Regions from separate parts of the Sus scrofa genome. Here region 2 is linked to region 1. Evidence: chromatin contacts called from public Hi-C data. All regions are on one chromosome and are shown on one strand. The core of a region is the stretch at or near the end of the contact, and the rest is flanking DNA. Distances in the headings are between cores, read along the strand shown.

Region 1 (4,490 bases), core at 1,075-3,574:
TGCTGGCCTGCACCACAACCATAGCAACATGGGATCGGAGCTGCACCTGCAACCTACACCACAGCTCATGGCAAGGCCGGATCTTTAACCCACTAAGTGAGGCCAGGGATCAAACCCACATCTTCATGCATACTAGCTGAATTCATTCCTACTGTGCCACAATGGCAACTCCCTAAAAAGTTTTTTAAAAACTAAAAGAACGTTGGAGTTCCTGTTGCTCAGCAGTAATGAACCAGACAAGTATCCATGAGGTTTGATCCCTGACCTTGCTCAGTGGATTGAGGCTCTGTCATTCCCGTGAGCTGTGGTGTACATCGCAGATTCAGCTCAGATCCCACATTGCTGTGGCTGTGGTGCAGGTTGGCAGCTTATAGCTCCAATTAGACACCTAGCCTGGGAACTTCCATATGCCTTTGGTGCAGCCCTAAAAAGCGAAATAACAACAACAACATAGGTTCAGCCATCATAACAAAATGTTAGTTGGGAATATTCCAAGTAGACACACACACGACTTTACTATAACTTATCAATATTGGATACAATCAATAATACACTGGTGCCCAGAGGATCAGACCAGTTGTACAGCTCCGTACAGAGTATGCTCAATAACAAGGTTTGTTGGAGTGTCATGCAATTCTGCACAACACCGACTACTCCAAAACCAAAAACCGATGGAAACACTGGAATATGAGGAAATTTTATCATTAGGTTTTTTCAAAGGCTTAAAAAAATTTACTAATAAAAAAGGGGGTGAGGCATTAATTATAAAGAACCACTACTTCCACCAAAATTTAGTAGAGAACCTAATAATAGATCATGGAGTATTACAATGGCTCTTGCTCCTCCTAAAAGTAGTATTTATTTATAAATCTGACTCACGTTCTCAATGAACTGGGTATTAGACAGCATAAGGAAGTCATTGAAGACATTATGCAGGCGACAATCTGTGGCTTTAGTTTCCCGAATTAGTCCATCCACTTGTTTCTTGATTTCATGGGTCCTAGAGATAGTCTGCTGTGAGAATTCCTGTAGAAACTGTAGCAGCTATTTAAAAAATAAACATACAGTAGTATCAATATTATACACATCTATTCTGCATATCAAAACAGGAAAGAACCCATTTCCTTTTGTGTGTGTGTGTTGGAATGTAAAAGGGATTCTGCTTTTGACAGCTTTATGACCAAGTAGCATCAAAAAACATTAAGAAAGTTCATCAGCCTTGAGCTGTGGTGTAGATCGCAGACGTGTCTCAGATCTGTCAGGGCTGTGGATGTGGAGTACCTAGGCCAGCAGCTACAGCTCGGATTCCACCCCAAGCCTGGGAACCTCCATATGCCGCGGGTGTGGCCCTTAAAAAAAAAAAAAAAAAAAAAGAAAGTTCATCAAAACAGCGGCAACGAGTCAACGGATACTTGCCATCTCATTTTGGGAGGAATTTTTAAGTCCTGTTTGGTTGTCATTCTACAGGGATTGCAAACGAAAGCCAAAACAACAAACCACTACTTTTATCCAAAAATCCTACTTCAAATGGGACTTTGGAATGACCATTTTCAGTTTACTGGGTGGGCCCTTAGCTAAAAAGTCTCACTCAAGGATATCCATATACTAGTTTTTCTACTGCCCCACTCAGTCCAGGTCCCAACATGGAATTGACGAAGTAATGCCATTGTAAGCCTGCGGAGCGGCGGAAGCCGATTTCCCAGCTCAGGATGGAGTTGGTTGCCGGTCTGGAAAACCCCAACGAGGAAAACAGCCGGGTGTCCAGGCCGCTGTCTGCTTGGGAGCGCTCAGAGGGCTAAGGACAACCGGCCCACCACCGCCCAAGTGCCTGGGGATTGCCGCCGGGGAGTTTTTGAGGGCAAGAAGAGATGTGTTAAGTCGATGTTTATGGGGAGTCCCATCCTCCCTCCCGCATCACCCCGGATGAGTCGCCCTCCCCTCCCGTCCCTGGGCCCGCCTCTCACGCCCGCGTCGGCCGCCAGCGACCAGCTTTGGCTGCTTCTGCGGATCTCTTCCACCGACCAGGGCCGCTCCCACACGGGCTCCGACGCCGGCGCCCGCTCCTGGTCGGGGGTGGTCTGGTTCATCTGCAGCGGGAAGGACGAGAAGAGGCGCTGAGCTCCGGGAGGGCAGAGGGGGCCGGGGCCCAACCCTCACCCAACCTGCCACTCTCACCATCCTCGCCGCGCAGCCTCACGGGCTCCAAGGGCCCGCAGGACGCACCCGCTGAGCCTGGAAGGTCTCTGGAAGCCGAACTTCTCAGTGGTGCCTCAGGCACGTGACTGTAGATCACATGACCCCGGCGCCGGTGACCTGCCCCTCATGTGACCGGCAGTGGATGGCTGCCGGACTGCCGGAAGGAAGGTGCAGAAGCCGGCTGGGGACACTAGACCTCTTCTAAGAGGCCTGTGGCCACATGGATGGACCTAGAAGTTATCATACTAAGTGAAGTAAGTCAGAAAGACACCTATCATATATCACTTAGATGTGATATATATATGACATAAATGAGCCTATCTATGAAACAGACTCACGTTCACAGAGAATTTGTGATTGCGGAGGGGGGTCCGGAAGGGATGGCTGGGGAGTTAGGGATTAGCAGATGGTGACTAATGTACGGAATGTGTAAAAAACAAACTTCTATTGTATAGCCCAGGGAACTATATTGAATATCCTGTGATAAACTTTAATAGAAAAAGAATATGAAAAAATGTGTGTATAACTGAATCACCGTTATACAGCAGAATTTGAAACATTGTAAAGCAAATATACTTGAATAAAGTAAATTTTTAAAAATCTATTTCACTAAAAGAAAAAAAGCCTGCAGCCGGGCTATGGTGGCGGGAGTTGGAGAAAGGAAGGGTGCAGACGCCAGGGGGAGCTGAAGGGGTGCGTCCGACGGGTTGCATTTTAAGCTAGAGGGCAGTTGGCAGGGTGTGATCAGCCCGGAAACGCCTGGCAGCGAGGTATGTTTAGAGAGAAGGGCCAAAGGGAGAACCAGCCTAGGAGTTTTAAACGTTCCAGGCGGTGGGCAGAGGAAGAGCTCGCTGCTGCATCTCTTCCTTGCTGCATCTCTGCTGCCTGTCGCGGGGTCAGCGCACAGGCGCCCAGATTTACTGGATGGTGACTGTTTAAAATCCTTTACTCGCTAGCCAGTGCCCTCAGATTCAAGTTCAAACTCCTCATATAACAGGCAAAAGCCCTTTAATATCTGATTCCTGCCTACGAATCCTTCTTCAACGTGCCCAGCTTCCCCACCAGCGTTCTGCGACCCCTCACACTTCCTTGAAGTTCCCTCTGCGGAGTCCCTCTTCCTCCAGACCAACTTACTTTTTAAAATGAAGATCCCTATTTCTTTCCATTCTTTTTCGGTTTTGTTTTTTTGTTTTTCTTTTTTGGCCACTCCACAGCATGTGGAGTTTCTAGGCCAGGGATCAGATCGAGTCGCAGTTGCGACCTAAGCGCAGCTCTGGCCACCTGGGATCCTTTGGCCATCCTGGGATCCTCTGGGGCGGGGTGTCAAACCTATGTCCCAGGGCTTCCACGACGCCCATGCCACAGTCGGAACTCCATTTCTTTCCATTCTTATGTGCCCATGGGCAAGTTATTTTAATCCTTATGAGTTTTCCTCCTCAGTAAAAGGAAGTTACATGTTTTGCAGGAACTGTGGTAACATTTGTAAACAGCACAATGCCTACCATACTGTGAGCATTAAACATAGATTTTACCACTTCCTCAGTGGCCTCTGTTTATCAAACTCTTGAGCTTTCCATTGTTTTTGCCTCTGTCTCTCTAGTGAAGACTTCCCTAATTCCCAAGGATAATTTTAAATGCCCCCCTCAGTTATTTTCTAAGGGTTCACACAAATATTCACCGTAGACTATCATAAGTGTATTGTAATTTACTTATCTATCCTTTTTAATAATAATGTCTAACATTTATGAAGCACATATAATGTATCAACTGCTTTATATGTATTAATTCATTTAATTCTCACAATGACTCTGTGAGGTGGTTACTGTTATCCCCATATTTTACAGTGGGGAAACTGAGGCACAAAGAGAATAACTTACTCAGGGTTGGACAACTAGTAATGAAGCAGAGCCAGGAACCTACACCATTAGCCACTATGTTACACTATAGCTAGTCTTAGTTTCTTAAGAGAACTTCATTGTTGGTTTTTTGTTTGTTTGTTTGTTTGTTTTTGTGGGGTTTTTTTTTTAGCAGTGCCTGCAGCATATGCAAGTTCCTGGGTTAGAAATCAAACCTACACCACAGCAGTGACCCAAGCTTCTACAGTGATAATGCCAGATCCTTGACCCACTGCACCGCAAGAGTACTCCAGAACCTTATTTTTAAATTGCAGTCTACCAACCTCCTAGCCCTTCTCCAACATTCATTAAAAAATATATATGATTTGACCCCTAGCCTGGGAACTTCCATATGGCACCGGTGCGGCCCTAAAAAAAAAAAAAAAAAAAAAAAAAAAA
Region 2 (4,490 bases), core at 771-3,270, 100 kb after region 1:
GGGTCATGGCAAAAGAAAATGGGACCTCTGAGAGGCCCAGACTTGAATTCCACTAACTTTGAAGATAGACAAATCAGGGAAAATCAACTTTCTCATGTTTAAAATTTAAACTTTGGATCCTCCTGCATCTCAGCTGATTGTTCACAAATCTACCCATTACCCAGGACTCTACTCATTATCCAGAATCGACTGCAAGTCTTATTAGTTGTATAAACAATACCTATCCCGAACTGTGTTCCTTACCATCTTTATTGCTACCATCCTGATCTAAGCACTAAGGCTCACATCCTAACCATCTCCTACCTAACTAGACTCCTTAAAAGGCTTAATAAACAGCACATTGGCTGCCATTCCTTGCCCTTCTAAATCTCATTATCTTCTATCACACCACCTTCTACACCATTGTGTAGACACAACGGCTTAATGGTTTGTTTCCTTCAACACTTACCCTTCCCCACATTTGTACTGTATTCAGGTCACAGCTCAAAAGCCAGCACCCCTGAGTTGCTTTCCCTGATCTGTTCTTAAAAGGCTTCCAGTTCCTACCATCTCAAGATCCTGCTTTATTGCCTTCAGACACTTAGTGATAAGTGTGTCACTGAAACATTTTTGTTACCTGGCTCACTTCAATAGGATGTAAGGTCCACAAAAACAGCAATCATCTTTTTAAATTTAACTGTCTTAGTTCTGCACCCAGAAAAATCCATCTACAGTACTCAATAAATGGTATTGACTCCATCTTTTAATTTACCTTCAAATTTCAATTAATGTAACAATGGTTTTTCACATTAAAGCAGAGCCCTTTGTGCTCCAAATGCGGAGCTCCTGTGACTTATTATACACAAACTCCCTACAGTTCTGTTCTATAAGTTATCATATACAAACTACGCCCTAAATTCAGTTTTGATACAGGTCACACTAGGAACTTCTAAGCGTGTTTAAAAAAAAAAAAGCTTTTTTGGTTTCTGAGCATAAAAGACCTAAAGAAGTAGTACGAAAATTCTTAAAAGAGAAAATAGTTTTATAAAACGCTTATCCTCCACCAACTTCCTATTTTTAGGTCCAAGTTCTAGTCATCCAGTTGAATACCCAGTTAGATAATTTCAAAGATCTAGAATACACATTCTTTGTACTGAGGAGCGCACAGGCAGGGCATTCGTGCTTCCAGCACCCTCGATTGTACGTATTTCCCTTCCTAAAATTCATATTGGCTTCTTTCTTGTCTATAAATTACCTTTAAAATTCAGCTCTCTTCCGTGTTCCCCTAGTTGTCTCGAATCATGTTTCTTTCTCCCCTGTATGCATGAGTGGCCCTGACGGCTACTTGTGGTTTTAGAATATGCGACTTTGAGCTAAAAAGTTATCTATGAACTCGGTATTTGGAATGCATTTACTTGCAGAAGGGGGTTTTCTTTTTCACCTAGAGCCAAGCACAAGGCCCAATATACAGGAATGTGCGAGAGGAAAGAGAAGGCAGAAAGCTTGAATATAAAAGGAAGAAAACATGCAGCATCTCCTGGTTGACATGATCCAGGACAACCACAGAAACCTTCTCCGGATCTATGGCTCCAAAAATTCGTTCGATGTCGAAAGAGCGGCCCCGGAGATACACCAACCCCACGATTGCTACTGAAGCTTGTGACCGCTAGCAAAAAAAGGACAGGGCACGCCGCAGGTTTGGCGTGGTGGCAAGAACCAGTCAGAAATGTTCGTAAGCTAGGCCCGATACTTACGCGGGACTCCCGCCAGATCCGCGTGCGAGTAGCCAGCTCCGCCGGCTCCGAAAAAGCCGGCCAATCCCCCTGTGGTTTTGTTGCCGCTTCCTCCACCGCCCTCCATGGTACTGCAGCAAACTACCGGTCTGCTTCTCCCCGCTGCTCAGGCCGGGATCGTCCGCTCGGCCGTTGCTCCTCTGTAACAGCGGGTGAAACCCGCGTTACCACCACCTCCTTCACACGCTGACCTTCCGGGCGCCGGCAGCACCTAAACCTCACATTTCCGCTTTGCGACAGCGTACGTCCCGGAAACCGGAAGCGCCTGACGGCAGCTTTCCGGTGGTGGGAAAGTGAACGGAGCAAGAAAATCAAAGCGGCGCATCCTGAGGCAGGTGGGGTGCCTGTGGAAGAGGGAAGGCAGGCGACTGGATAGGGCCTGGCTCGGGAGGCCTACGGAACAGCAGCTGCAGACGCAGGCAGCAGCAGAGAGGGCATGGTGCCGGGAGGCGCCGAGAAGGAGGCGCAGTCCGTCCCTCTCCGGGTTAGTGAATGAGGCTCTCCGCCCTGGCTGGCCCGGGGACTGTTCGCTGCGGGTCCCAGCATGAGTGCGGGCCCCGGCTGTGAGCCCTGCACCAAGCGACCCCGCTGGGGCGCCGCTGCAACTTCTCCGCCGGCCGCCTCGGACGCCCGGAGCTTCCCCAGCAGGCAGAGGCGCGTCCTCGATTCCAAGGACGCTCCCGTGCAGTTCAGGGTCCCGCCGTCCTCGTCAGGCTGCGTCTCGGGGCGGGCGGGACCGCACAGAGGCAGCGCCACCTCGCTTGGTACGTGGGGAAATAAAGCTCTTTGTCCTTCGCCTTGGCCCAAAGCTCTTCTTGGTCTCCGAGGACCCAGGGACTACAGCCCCCCATTTTCTGGTCTTGTATGCATCACTCTGAACGCTGAGGTCCCCTTGCTGAGCCATCAAGGCCACTAGTCGGGGAATGGGGCCCCATTTTCCCCGTGGCGATTGGTGGTGTGAGAACCCCTGACAAGCAGTCACTCAGCATGGGAAGCGGCGAGAGACTCCACCTGTTTGCTTTCCTTGGGTTTAATTGGAATTGCCTTGGTCGTTAAGGAGGTTTAATCTTTTACCTGAAGCTTCAGTCTCTAGATATAAAGAAAGTTACAAAGAAAGTCACAGCTGTCCTCAGTTTTAATTCTCAGTCTCTGGGTGGAGAGCCCTTAGTCTTACTGGCTTTACACCCGTCTTTGACATACAGTGGTGAACAAAGGTAACTTGGTCTGTTTTCAGACCCTAAAATCTATCAGAAGAGGTAGACAATGGCAGAGGTAAATATAATAAAGGGTAATGGATGTTCCAGTATATGAGACAGATAGTTAGGATAAGACGTCAGATGTGCCTGATCTAGTTTGAAGGTCAAAGATAATCTCCTAGCCAGAAGGTGAGGATCTTATTCTGAGGACTGAAGAGTGATGAGTTATTTAGATGAAGAGGAAGTTAAGGAAGTGATCCCACAGTGCAGCTGATGTAGGTTGTCCAGAGAGCAGTGAGAGATGGGATTGCAAAGAAGTAGACAAAGATCAGATCATATTGGGCAATGCTAAGAGGTTTGAGCTTTATCCTGATTGGACTTGATTGGAGATATATATGTATCAAAAATACATATAGTTTATTAAAATGTATATATTTTAAAGGTCCTTCCCTGGTATGTGGAAAATGAAGAATAGATTGAAAGGGAGCAGAAGTGCGGGCACAAGACTAGTTAAGGAGTTACTCTAGATAGGAGATCATGATGGTTTATACTTGGTTTCAGACTGTAGGAAAGATGAAGAGTGGATGGATTCTGGAGAGAATGGGATACGTGGGTTTGTACCCCAGGAAATATTTCTGTGATGGAAATATAGGTTTTGGAGTTCTTGGCATAAACATGATAGTTGATGCCATGGAAGTAGGTTAGATCATATAAAGCATGTAGTGAAAATAAAGGCGACCTAGAAAAGAAACTCTAGAAACACTGTCATTTAAGAGTGGACTGAGAGGGTCCCTTGTGGTGCAGCAGGTTAAAGATTTGGCATTGCTGCAGTTGTGGCATAGGCTGTAACTGTGGTGCCGGCTGCAACTGTGGTGCCAGTTTGATCCTAGGCCCAGGAACTTCCTCATAATGTGGGTGCTGCCAGGAAAAAAAAAAGAAGCAGCCAAAGAAGTAGGAGGGAAACCTGGCTTTGATTGTGTCATGCAGGGATGAGAATATTTCAAGGAGAATGCACTGGTCAGTAGTGTAAGAGGCTGGGGGAATTCCCATAGTGGCTCAGTGGTTAATGAACCCACCTAGCATCCATGAAGGCATGGGTTCGATCCCTGGCCTCGCTCAGTGGTCTTTGGATTTTTCTGACTGCAAACCATAGTATATTTCACCTGGTACACAGAGTAAGAAATACATGTATATATACACACACACGTACATGTGTACATATATACATATATATAGGCAAATATTTACAGCAAACAAGTGTTTCATAAAATAATGCTTATCTTTACTATGTATGATGCATTCTCATGTGTCTGTATTATTTTATTAACAAATGTTGGTCATTTGTAGTTTGTAAAACACCAGGTTAGAGAAAGTCAGGGCTGTAGACAATGAGACCAGTTGCAAGAAACAAACGCAGTTGCCCAGTGAGTGATATACTTGTTCTTTTAATGTTGGTGCTATTTTGAAGATGAGGAAGGGATGGGTTTCAGATGTTGATTGCAGAGGATTTATTAAAGGAGAT

Evidence for each region. Hi-C and Micro-C count contacts between places; a contact is called where the count stands out from the background.
Region 2: a Hi-C map of skeletal muscle shows a contact between it and region 1, with 5 times the contacts expected there. The contact joins the promoter of PARG here to the promoter of LOC100522401 in region 1. A contact is called at or near these places in 2 of 5 promoter capture datasets (fetal liver and liver), 24 of 47 Hi-C or Micro-C datasets (alveolar macrophages, blood, embryonic fibroblasts and 12 more) and 2 of 2 datasets of contacts at active chromatin or transcription factors (alveolar macrophages and skeletal muscle).

What each region holds. Positions count from the first base shown.
Region 1 is chr14:90,580,233-90,584,722 of Sscrofa11.1, reverse strand. It overlaps LOC100522401 (WASH complex subunit 2A), which reads right to left and starts at 2,324. Exons shown (of 33, transcript XM_003133111.6): 1 at 2,176-2,324; 2 at 1,965-2,087; 3 at 880-1,044. The coding sequence starts at 2,178.
Region 2 is chr14:90,478,545-90,483,034 of Sscrofa11.1, reverse strand. PARG (poly(ADP-ribose) glycohydrolase) reads left to right here and starts at 2,020. Exons shown (of 18, transcript XM_005671222.3): 1 at 2,020-2,107. It overlaps LOC100157391 (mitochondrial import inner membrane translocase subunit Tim23), which reads right to left and starts at 2,080. Exons shown (of 7, transcript XM_001926555.6): 1 at 1,734-2,080. The coding sequence starts at 1,839.